2 separate regions of the Callithrix jacchus genome follow, and region 2 is linked to region 1. The links are chromatin contacts, called in public Hi-C maps. All regions are on one chromosome and are shown on one strand. Each heading gives the region's core, a stretch centred on a gene start, on an enhancer-like site or on the middle of the called end of the contact. The rest is flanking DNA. Distances are from core to core; before and after follow the strand shown. Region 1 overlaps PARK7 (Parkinsonism associated deglycase). Region 2 holds the start of ERRFI1 (ERBB receptor feedback inhibitor 1).

The links. Hi-C and Micro-C count contacts between places; a contact is called where the count stands out from the background.
Region 2: a Hi-C map of skeletal muscle shows a contact between it and region 1, with 3 times the contacts expected there. The contact joins the promoter of ERRFI1 here to the enhancer-like site in region 1. A contact is called at or near these places in 2 of 3 Hi-C or Micro-C datasets (induced pluripotent stem cells and skeletal muscle).

Annotation. Positions count from the first base shown.
Region 1 is chr7:45,848,181-45,852,815 of calJac240_pri, forward strand. PARK7 (Parkinsonism associated deglycase) reads left to right here. Exons shown (of 6, transcript XM_009000365.5): 4 at 2,792-2,861. Among named protein-coding and RNA genes, the nearest start is that of PARK7, 8.4 kb to the left of the region's middle. Within about 2 kb of position 2,296, at least 6 of the 16 cell types and tissues checked have an H3K27ac peak or open chromatin away from gene starts, as enhancers often do. A contact at or near this core is called in skeletal muscle, where this site is marked.
Region 2 is chr7:45,897,377-45,902,011 of calJac240_pri, forward strand. ERRFI1 (ERBB receptor feedback inhibitor 1) reads right to left here and starts at 2,762. Exons shown (of 4, transcript XM_002750243.6): 1 at 2,611-2,762.

The DNA of each region.
Region 1 (4,635 bases), core at 1,046-3,545:
CCCTGTCTCTACAAAAATAGAAAAATGAGCTGGCCGTGGTGATGCATGCCTGTAGTCCTAGCTACAGGGGAGGCAAAAGTAGGAGAGTTGCTTGAGCGCAGGAGTTCAAGGCTGTAGTGAGCTATATTGCACCACTGCACTCTAGCCTTGGTGACAATGAGGCCCTGTCTCTAAATAATTTTTAAAGTATAGATTGCACTAAATACATAATACATTTTTATTTTGTAATTTGTTTAATGACTAGATTTTTTTAAACCTCTTTTTAACATCCTAAAGTACAATACAAAATTTCCATTTTGTAATTTCAGGAAGTTTGAAATTGATTAGATTTCTAGGAATTTTTTTGAGGGGGGATACTAAAATTCTCCCCCGTTACATTTTTTAAAGTTAAAATGTAACTTTTTAAGTAAAAGGCACAAAAAAATTTTTTTTGACTTCATAAAGTTTTTTGTATTAATTTTTTTTTTCTTTTTTGAGATAGAGTCTGGCTCTGTCACTTAGGCTAGCGTGCAGTGGCGCACCCTCAGTTCACTGCAGCCTCCTCCTCCTAGGTTCAAGCGATTCTCCTGCCTCATTCCCCCCTAAGTAGTTGGGTCTAACAGGCATGCACCACCAAGTCTGGCTAATTTTTGTATTTTTAGTAGAGACAGAGTTTTGCCATGTTGTCCAGGCTGGTCTTGAACTCTCCTGAGCTCAGATAATCTGCCCGCCTCAGCCTACCAAAGTGGTGGGATTACAGACATGCCCAGCCTGTTTTTCTATTAATTTTTTTAATAGAAAATATTAAATAGAAGAATGCTTCATTCTTGTTGAAGAATAATTCAAACAATATGGACATAGACAAAGTCGAAATGTTAAGTGTCCTATTCTCATTCTCCTTCTGCCCCATCCCACACTACTCCCATTAGCAACTAGAGTGTCTTGCTTTGTGACTACATGTATACACAATATGTGGGGTCGGGGTGCTTGTGATGATTATACACCTACCACCCATACATCTACACACAAACATATATCCCTGTCTTTTACAGGGGGGAGATTATACTACCCCAGCTACTCCACAGTGTGGACATCCTTTAATATAGTGGTATACAGGTTTGAAACAACATTCCATCATACGGATACACGTTAATTTATTTAACTTTTCCATTGGCAGATGTTTAGTCTATCTCCTATATTTCCCACATTTAAAATAGGAAGGTATTATTGGACTGTCACTTTAATGCTCATTTGAAATGAAATATTTTCGTTTTCTTTATGTTTTAAACTGTTACAGGGACCATATGACGTGGTGGTTCTACCAGGAGGTAATCTGGGTGCACAGAATTTATCTGAGGTAAAATTCTATTCAATTATACCTCAATAGCATCTGCTTATATTCTGTTGATTTTGTTATTATTCAGATAATTCAGGGAGGAGACTGTGAATAAAATAGAAACAATTAAAATTAACAAAATGGTATTGTAGCATTAACTCAAACTTTTTTTTTTGAGACGGAGTCTTGCTCTGTCACCCAGGCTGGAGTGTAGTGGCACGATCTCAGCTCACTGCAATCTCCGCCTCCTGAGTTCAAGCAGTTCTCCTGCCTCAGCCTCCACAGTAGCTGGGATTACAGGCACGCACCTACTAATTTTTGTATTTTTATTAGAGACAGGGTTTCACCATGTTGGCCAGGCTGGTCTCAACTCCTGACCTTGTGATCCACCTACCTCGGCCTCCCAAAGTGCTGGAATTATAGGTGTGAACCCCCGCACCCAGTCTCAAAAAAACATTTTTAATATTTTCTGTGGAGGTCAGGTGCAGTGAATCATGCCTGTAAACCCAATGCTTTTAGAGGCTGAGGCAGGAGGATTGCTTGAGGCGCAGAGTTTGAGACGAGCCTGAGTAACACATTGAGACCCTATCTCTCCAAAAAAAAATTCTTTTAATTAGCTGGGCATGGTGGTGCACACCTGTAGTCCCAGGTACTCGGGAGGCTATGGTGGGAGGATGGCTTGAGCCCAGAAGTTTGAGGCTGCAGTGAGCTGGGATTGCACCACTGCATTCTAGCCTGGGCAGCAGAGCAAGAACCTGTCTCATCCACACACACACACACACACACACACACACACAAAAGTTGCCGTGGAAGTAAGCTGAATTGGCGGAACAGTTACGAACAAATTTCAGTGAATATAGTCCAAAGTAAGATTATTTCATTTTTTTCCACCAACAAAAGAATCAGATTTTGTGTTTTGGGAAGGGCAAATTGTCTACTCTACCTACCAGTCTGAAGTGGGGGAGGTCATGGGGCTAGAGCTACCAGCAGGAATGACAGATGCCATCAGCAGAGACTGCTGTTCCTCCTTTTAAGTCATATGGGAGGAGTCGGAGGCCAGGGTGAGGGGCACATCACAGGCAGAGTTGGGGCTGCTAGAAATGGGTTGAGTCAGATGCAAGAGGTTGCTTCCTGCTAGAGTCTGTCTTTCTGCCATCTGAAAACACCCAAAACCCCACATTCCCTCTCTTCTATTTCTTTCTCCCTGGAGTACAAAATGGCAGGGGTCAAATTGCTTTCTTTTCTGATCTTTAAATGTGGGGGAATGTGTTTCTCTTCGAAGAAATACCTTACTTGGGCTTAACAATATAGATACACTTTGATTATTTGTGTACCAGTGATTTAGAAATATTGTTGGAAAATAGGTCAGAGAGCTTGTGGGTTAAGCTAAAATCAGATTCTTCCCAAGTTTCCTAGTGAGTGATTGGGTAGTGGTATAATGATAACTTGATGTATTTTTTGTTTTCTTTTCACCAGTCTGCTGCTGTGAAGGAGATACTGAAGGAACAGGAAAACCGGAAGGGCCTGATAGCCGCCATCTGTGCAGGTGACGCGCAGGGGCAGTCTGTGTTGCAATGTTGTTGGTGGGTGGGGTAGCCTTTCATTTGATAGTTTGACTCCAAATAGCTCTTCCCCTTCATAAAGCATGCAGGGCATCTGTGTTGGTGTATTTAGTTTGGGTGGCATCAAGTTGGTGTCATTTCAGAAATGAGGACAATTGTTCCGTTTTCTGCCTCTCCTTGCCTTTGGTCTACATTCTGTGAAACTTGGTGTTTTCCGTGTTTGGTTGACTCGGAGGAAAACAAGGCCCTCTGGAATTTAGTAAACAGCTTGTTACAGCAAATCTCTGTGCCAGAAAGTCTTTGTGCCAGCACACAGTCAGCAAGAATCTGTCAGACATCAACACAACAACTCTGCCCCGTGCTTGCTCTGCAGATTCAGAAGCCCCACGGTGTTTTCTGCTGGCTTCCCAGGAGCTTCTGATTCTTTCAGTACCTAGTGATCTTAGGCACCATATTATCTGCCACATAATTTAGAATAAGGACATTTGGTGCTTCACAGATGTCCTCTCATCATAATACCTCAGTACTATTTTATTTTCTCATAACCATTTTAAAATCCATTCTTGTTGCTTTCATATCAGATGATGTTCTCCCATCTTGATTTTTTCCCATGCTGTAATTTCTGCCAGCACCTTTCTTGTAGATCTTTATTAAATATTTGTCAGAAGACTGAATGAATAAACAAATGAATGAAAGATGGTTTAGTAAACATCAACATCAAAACATGTTGTTATTTTGTTAATACAGTAGGCTTTTTAAAAGAAGTTACAGGCCAGAGGTCCCAGGAACTTGATATATTCGATCAGTGGTTCTCAGAGTTCTTTTGGAGCGCTTGCAAGGTCAAAGTAGATACTAACAAGGGGCTAGTTGTGGTGGCTTATGCCTGTAATCTGAGCACTTTGGGAGGCCACGGCAGGAGGATCTCTTGAAAGCCAGGAATTTGAGACCAGCCTTGGCAACATAGCCAGACCCCATCTCAACAAACAAACAAACAAAATTAGCCAGGTACAGTGCTGCGTGCCTGTAGTCCCAGCTGCTCAGGAGGCCGAGGTGGGAGGATCACTTGAGGGCAGGAGTTAGAGGCTGCAGTGAGCTATGATTGCATTCCAGCCTGGGTAACAGAGTGAGACCATGTCTTTCAAACAAAGTGTTACTTGCCTTTTTCCTTCTCATTCTTTCAGGAGTGACATCAGAGAAGGATGCCATCATTTGAGCATCTATTCTCATGTTTTAATAGTTTTCCAGTTTAGCTGGGCACCGTGGCTCACACCTGTAATTCCAGCACTTTGGGAGGCTGAGGCAGGTGGATCACGAGGTCAGGTGTTTGAGACCAGCTCAACCAAGATGATGAAACCCCATCCCTACTTAAAAATATAAAAAATAGTTTGGTGTGGTGGTGCGCACCTATAATCCCAGCTACTTGGAAGGCTGAGGCAGGAGAATTGCTTGAACCCGGGAGGTGGAGGTTGCGGTGAGCCAAGATCGTGCCATTGCACTCCAAACTGGGTGACAGAGTGAGACTCCATCTCAAAAAAAAAAAATTCCCAGTTTTATTGGGTTAGTGCAAAAGTAATTGGCGGTTTTTGCCATTAAAAATAATTGGCTGGGCGTGGTGGTGCATGCCTGTAATCTCAGCACTTTGGGAAGCCGAGGTAGGCAGATTATTTGAGGTCAAGAGTTTGAAACCAGCCATGCCAACATGGTTAGACCCCGTCTCTACTAAAAATACAAAAATTAAGGGCATGGTGGTGCACACCT
Region 2 (4,635 bases), core at 1,512-4,011, 50 kb after region 1:
ACGATCTGGGCTCACCGCAACCTCCGCCTCCTGGGTTCAAGCAATTCTGCCTCAGCCTCTCGAGTAGCTGGGACTACAGGCGCGCACCACCATGCCCAGCTAATTTTTGTATTTTTAGTAGAGACGGGGTTTCACCTTGTTGACCAGGATGGTCTCGATCTCTTGACCTCGTAATCCACCCGCCTCAGCCTCCCAAAGTGCTGGAATTATAGGCATGAGCCACCGCGCCCAGCTTAAGCTAATAACTTACATTTAGGACCCTCAAACTTATTCGCCTCATCTACCTTTACAAAGTATATGTTTATGCTGTGTGAACAACGGCAGAATACCACAACTGGACTGCATTTATGTAGAGAGTTATTCATTAGCTTTTATAAAGCCATACACCTGCAAAGGATGCTAAATGTATCCAGATGATGAAGTATCAATTCAAATTTATTTAAATTAAGAGCAGAGTTGTTTCTCTGGTAGAGGGAGCCTATGCCATTCAAATTCCTGGAATTACCCTTGGCACCTCCTTCTCCCTCCTCTGCTCCTTTCTAAAGCAATCTGATGGTATGCAGACAATCAGGTCAGTTTCAAGCATGTTAGATTGTACCTGTAATTTAGGCAAATTGCTTTGAAAAGCTACCATTAGTTTTAGCAGAAAGGAACTATTATCTAGCTCAACTTTTAAGAAGCAACAGCAATCAAGAGTTACTTTCATACAAAAACTCAAGCATAATTAAATTGTACAAAGACTGACCAGTATTTATTGTGAACTGCAAGTAGGAAAAATCAATGATTGAAACAATAGTTTACCTGTCAAAAATAGGAATAATTCATTTCATAATAACAGCCATAAAAAAATTAAACGGATTTGCTTTCCAACCCTTATCATTGACTGGTCCACTCCTGCTGAGCCTTGAAAGGTAAAACATGCTTTCATGCAATTATTTATCAGCATCATCAGCTATGCAAGGCTGCATAAGACAAGCTACCCAAGGCAAAGTGCCTACCCTTAAGGAGTTTACAATCTAATATATCTGTCAGGTTATAAAATCGTTAGTCCAAGACCTCTATCACTTATCCACTGTCCACTGGAACACGCAGGTGAAAATAAACCTCTGCTTGGAGTGAAGGGAATGAAAAATAGTCTCTGAAGTCCACGCTAAATCCTCCGTATTTTTCTCCAAACTTGCTAATATCTGGAAAAGAACTTGCTTGATAACATATTGGTAACCAATTACAGCCAGCATGTTTGCAAGAAACCAGCTTCTTTTATTTCGGTCTTTGCAAAATTCAGTTATCTGCTGATATAGGTACCTAGTCTGTCTTTGGTCTCTGTTCAAAAAAAATTTTACTTAAGCTTGTATATTGTAATTACAGAAAGGCAAGCAAAGAAATGCAGTTAAAAAAATAGGTACGTTGAACTTGGATGTTCAAGTCTCAACAAATTTGTACCCATTACATTCTTACACATTTATAAAAGGCTAAACATTTGTTCTGGAAGGGAAAAAAAGGGCATTTTAACCTCACCTTTCTTCACCCCTGACAGTTGCCTAGAAACCAGTCTTGCCCTACCTGTGTTGCAGGTGTACCTCAAGTCACCACCACATCTCTTTTAAAGCTACAGTCTCCATTCTGACTGACTTAAGTTTATGACTAACAAGCTATTCATATTTTTATCGGGTAAGAGACTGGTTTCTTTCATGCAATGATGAAATCCTAATAAAGACTTAGCAAGCACCAATACAGCACCATTCATGGTTAAGGAGTCATCTAATTTGTACAGGGCTATGATATACATATAAATACACACACGAAATTCCCAGTAAGCATTCACGTCTTGAGCACATAATTCTGCAGTCCCATTCCATTCAAAGCGGTACCTAAGACGTTCAAAGCAAAGAATCAGGTTTCTAAGAGAGAAGAAAGCGTTCAGAACAGCTCAGACGAATTTTAAAATACTGATTTCGGAATCACCACCGCCGCTGGGAGATTAGGCAGAGGGACTGGGGCTGACCGCCAAAGAGAACCAGTACCAGCCACCGCAAGCAATCACGAGCCGCCAGCGGCCTCCCACCCCAGCTTTCAGGACCGGACTGACCCGCACACGGTGTGAACAAGACAACGCAACCCCGATTTTTACAAAGAAAAAAAAAAACCCCAAAAAACGAGTCCCCAGCCCCGAAGTCGCTCATCCCCGCCGGGCAAGCCCGCGAGCGCAGGCTGCGGGACGAGGACCCTCGTGCTTGGCGGTCCCGGTGCTGCGGGGACGTGTCCCGCGCGCTCGGGTGCATGGCCCCCGCCAGCCGAAGGGCCGCGCGACGACCACTGCCGGCGTGGAGAAGAGGGCGGGCGCCAGCACCTCACGGCGTCCCCAGGCCCGGGCTGCGCCGCCGAGGAGGGTCCCGCCCTCCGCACCTCAGGGAGAAGCCCGCGAGCGCCAGGTCGGCCCCTCCCTCCGTCCCAGAGAAGACTCCGCGTCGCGGCGACCCTCCCCGCGCCCTCCACGCCCCCGCCCTGGCGTCGGAGAGCCGCCTCGATCCCGGCGCCCGGTGCTGGGGGCCTGAGTGAGCGGAGCGCTGCGCGGCCCTCCCCACCCCCTCAGCGCGCCAGGCCCCTTACCCCGGAGGAGCGGCGGCTGTCCCGCGGCGCCCTCCCGCGCATGTCCGTCCCGGCTGGCTCAGCGCCGCGGGCTCAGGGGCCCGGACATCGCGCAGGCGCCTCTCGCTGGCTCGCAATACCGCTAACACTCTGCCTCGCACTGGGCCGCCGTCGCCGCGGCTGCAGCAGCCGCCTCTATATATAGTGTTTACGCTGGGCGTGAGGTCGCCGCGCCCCGCCCCGCCTCCTTCCGCAGCCAATCAGGGCGCGCGCCGCTTAAAGGGGCAATGCCGCGGCCGAGGCGTTTGCGCTAGGCCCACCGTGGCGTAGCGCGGCGCTGCAGGGAGTCGGCTTTGTCTCCGGGGGAGGCGTCTCTGGGCCGACCCGGGCCAGAGATCCACTCCTCTGCCCGAGCCGTGCGGCAGCTGCCGAGGCCCGGGAGCCCAACAATGCCGAGCTTTCCTCAGAAGCCTGCGGGCACTCGGGCCTCGGCCGCGGTTCCCACCCGAACTGAGGGCACCTCGCGCCTCGCGTGGGATTTCCCATAAATTCAGGCTCCGGGCAAGATTGTGTGTTTTTTCCTCTCCGTGGGCCGCCGCTGGCCGTGGGGGCCGAGAAAGCCCTGGTGGGGGAAAGGGGAGCCGGTGGGGGAAAGGGGAGCCGGTGAGGGTCGGCGAGGGACTGAGGGACAGTGACGGGCTGTGTGGGACAGTGAGGGACTGTCTGGGGCAGTGAAGGACAGTGTGGGATGGTGAGGGACGGTGTGGGCCTGTGAGAGGCGGTGAGGGATGGTGTGGATAGTGAGGGACAGTGTGGGACGGTGAGGAACTGTGAGGGACTTATGGTCAGTGAAGGACAATGTGGGACAGTGAGGGACCTGTGAGAGACGGTGTGGGACAGCGAGGGACTTCGTCGGACAGTGACGGACGGTGTGGGACAGTAGACAGTGAGGTACTGTGAGGGACAATGTGAGATAGGGATGGCGAGGGACAGACTAGGACAGCAAGGGAGGAGGAGGGGACAGAGTGGGGCGGTGAGGCCACGCGGGGGAAGCCCAGGGCGCCTCTGACTGCGCTGGAAAATCGAGGTTGAGCCCTACAGGATCGTTTGGGTTTCAGGAGGAGCTCCCCCACTGCTGACCTAGGGGGCCCTCGGTTTCCCAGGCTTGTGTTTACTCAGGCGACCTGAGGTGGCCCCGACGTCTTTTTGGCTTTGGAGAGGCCTCGGATGCCCAAGGACAAAGCCCCAGCGGGCCTGTGGGAGGAGGTTTCTCGGGGCGCCAGTGATGCAACTTAGGCTTATAGTTTAACCGTAAAATAAATAATACAAATGATAACAAACCAAGAGTAACTAAAGTAAGAAAAAAAGCAAACAGACGGAAACCCTCTAGTTTTAACTAGAACAAATCCCCTGGCTGGTGCTCTGTTGCGAGAGGCGGGAGACCTGCCGCTGACCTCTTGTCTCCTGGAGCGCCTGCTTGCACTTCAGCAATAATGCATGATAGGCACTGAGCACTACCTAATTGGGGTAGTTTAACATATGGAATGAGATTCTGGCCTTATTATCAGGTTAACTATTAACTCTACACTCCATGCAATGATTTGCCTTTTCTCCACTATTATTTACTTACTTACTTTCTAATTTAAAGGCCGATTTTGATTTCAAGGCCTTAAGCACGAAAAAAGAAAAAGAATCTGAAGTATCTTTGCCCTCTCTAAGTTGCAAAACTAATATTTTGCAGAGAGAAATCTGGCTTCCTTTCCGATGGCCCTCCTGGCTTACAAGGGGCTGATGGGTCATTTTCATGCCTATGCTATTTGTCAACAATTCAGTTAACCTGTCTTATTGCTATTAATTCAATATTATTTTAGGATGATGGAAATGAGTCACAACTGATTGCTGAGTTCCTTACCTACTAACTAGGTTTTTTGATCCAAAGAAAATCTGTCCCAGTTTTCCCATTTTGGTGAGGGTTTGTGGCCTACTCATATGCTGTTACCAGTGTTTAAAAAAAAGATCAGCCTGAGAACTTGCCAGAGTACATCT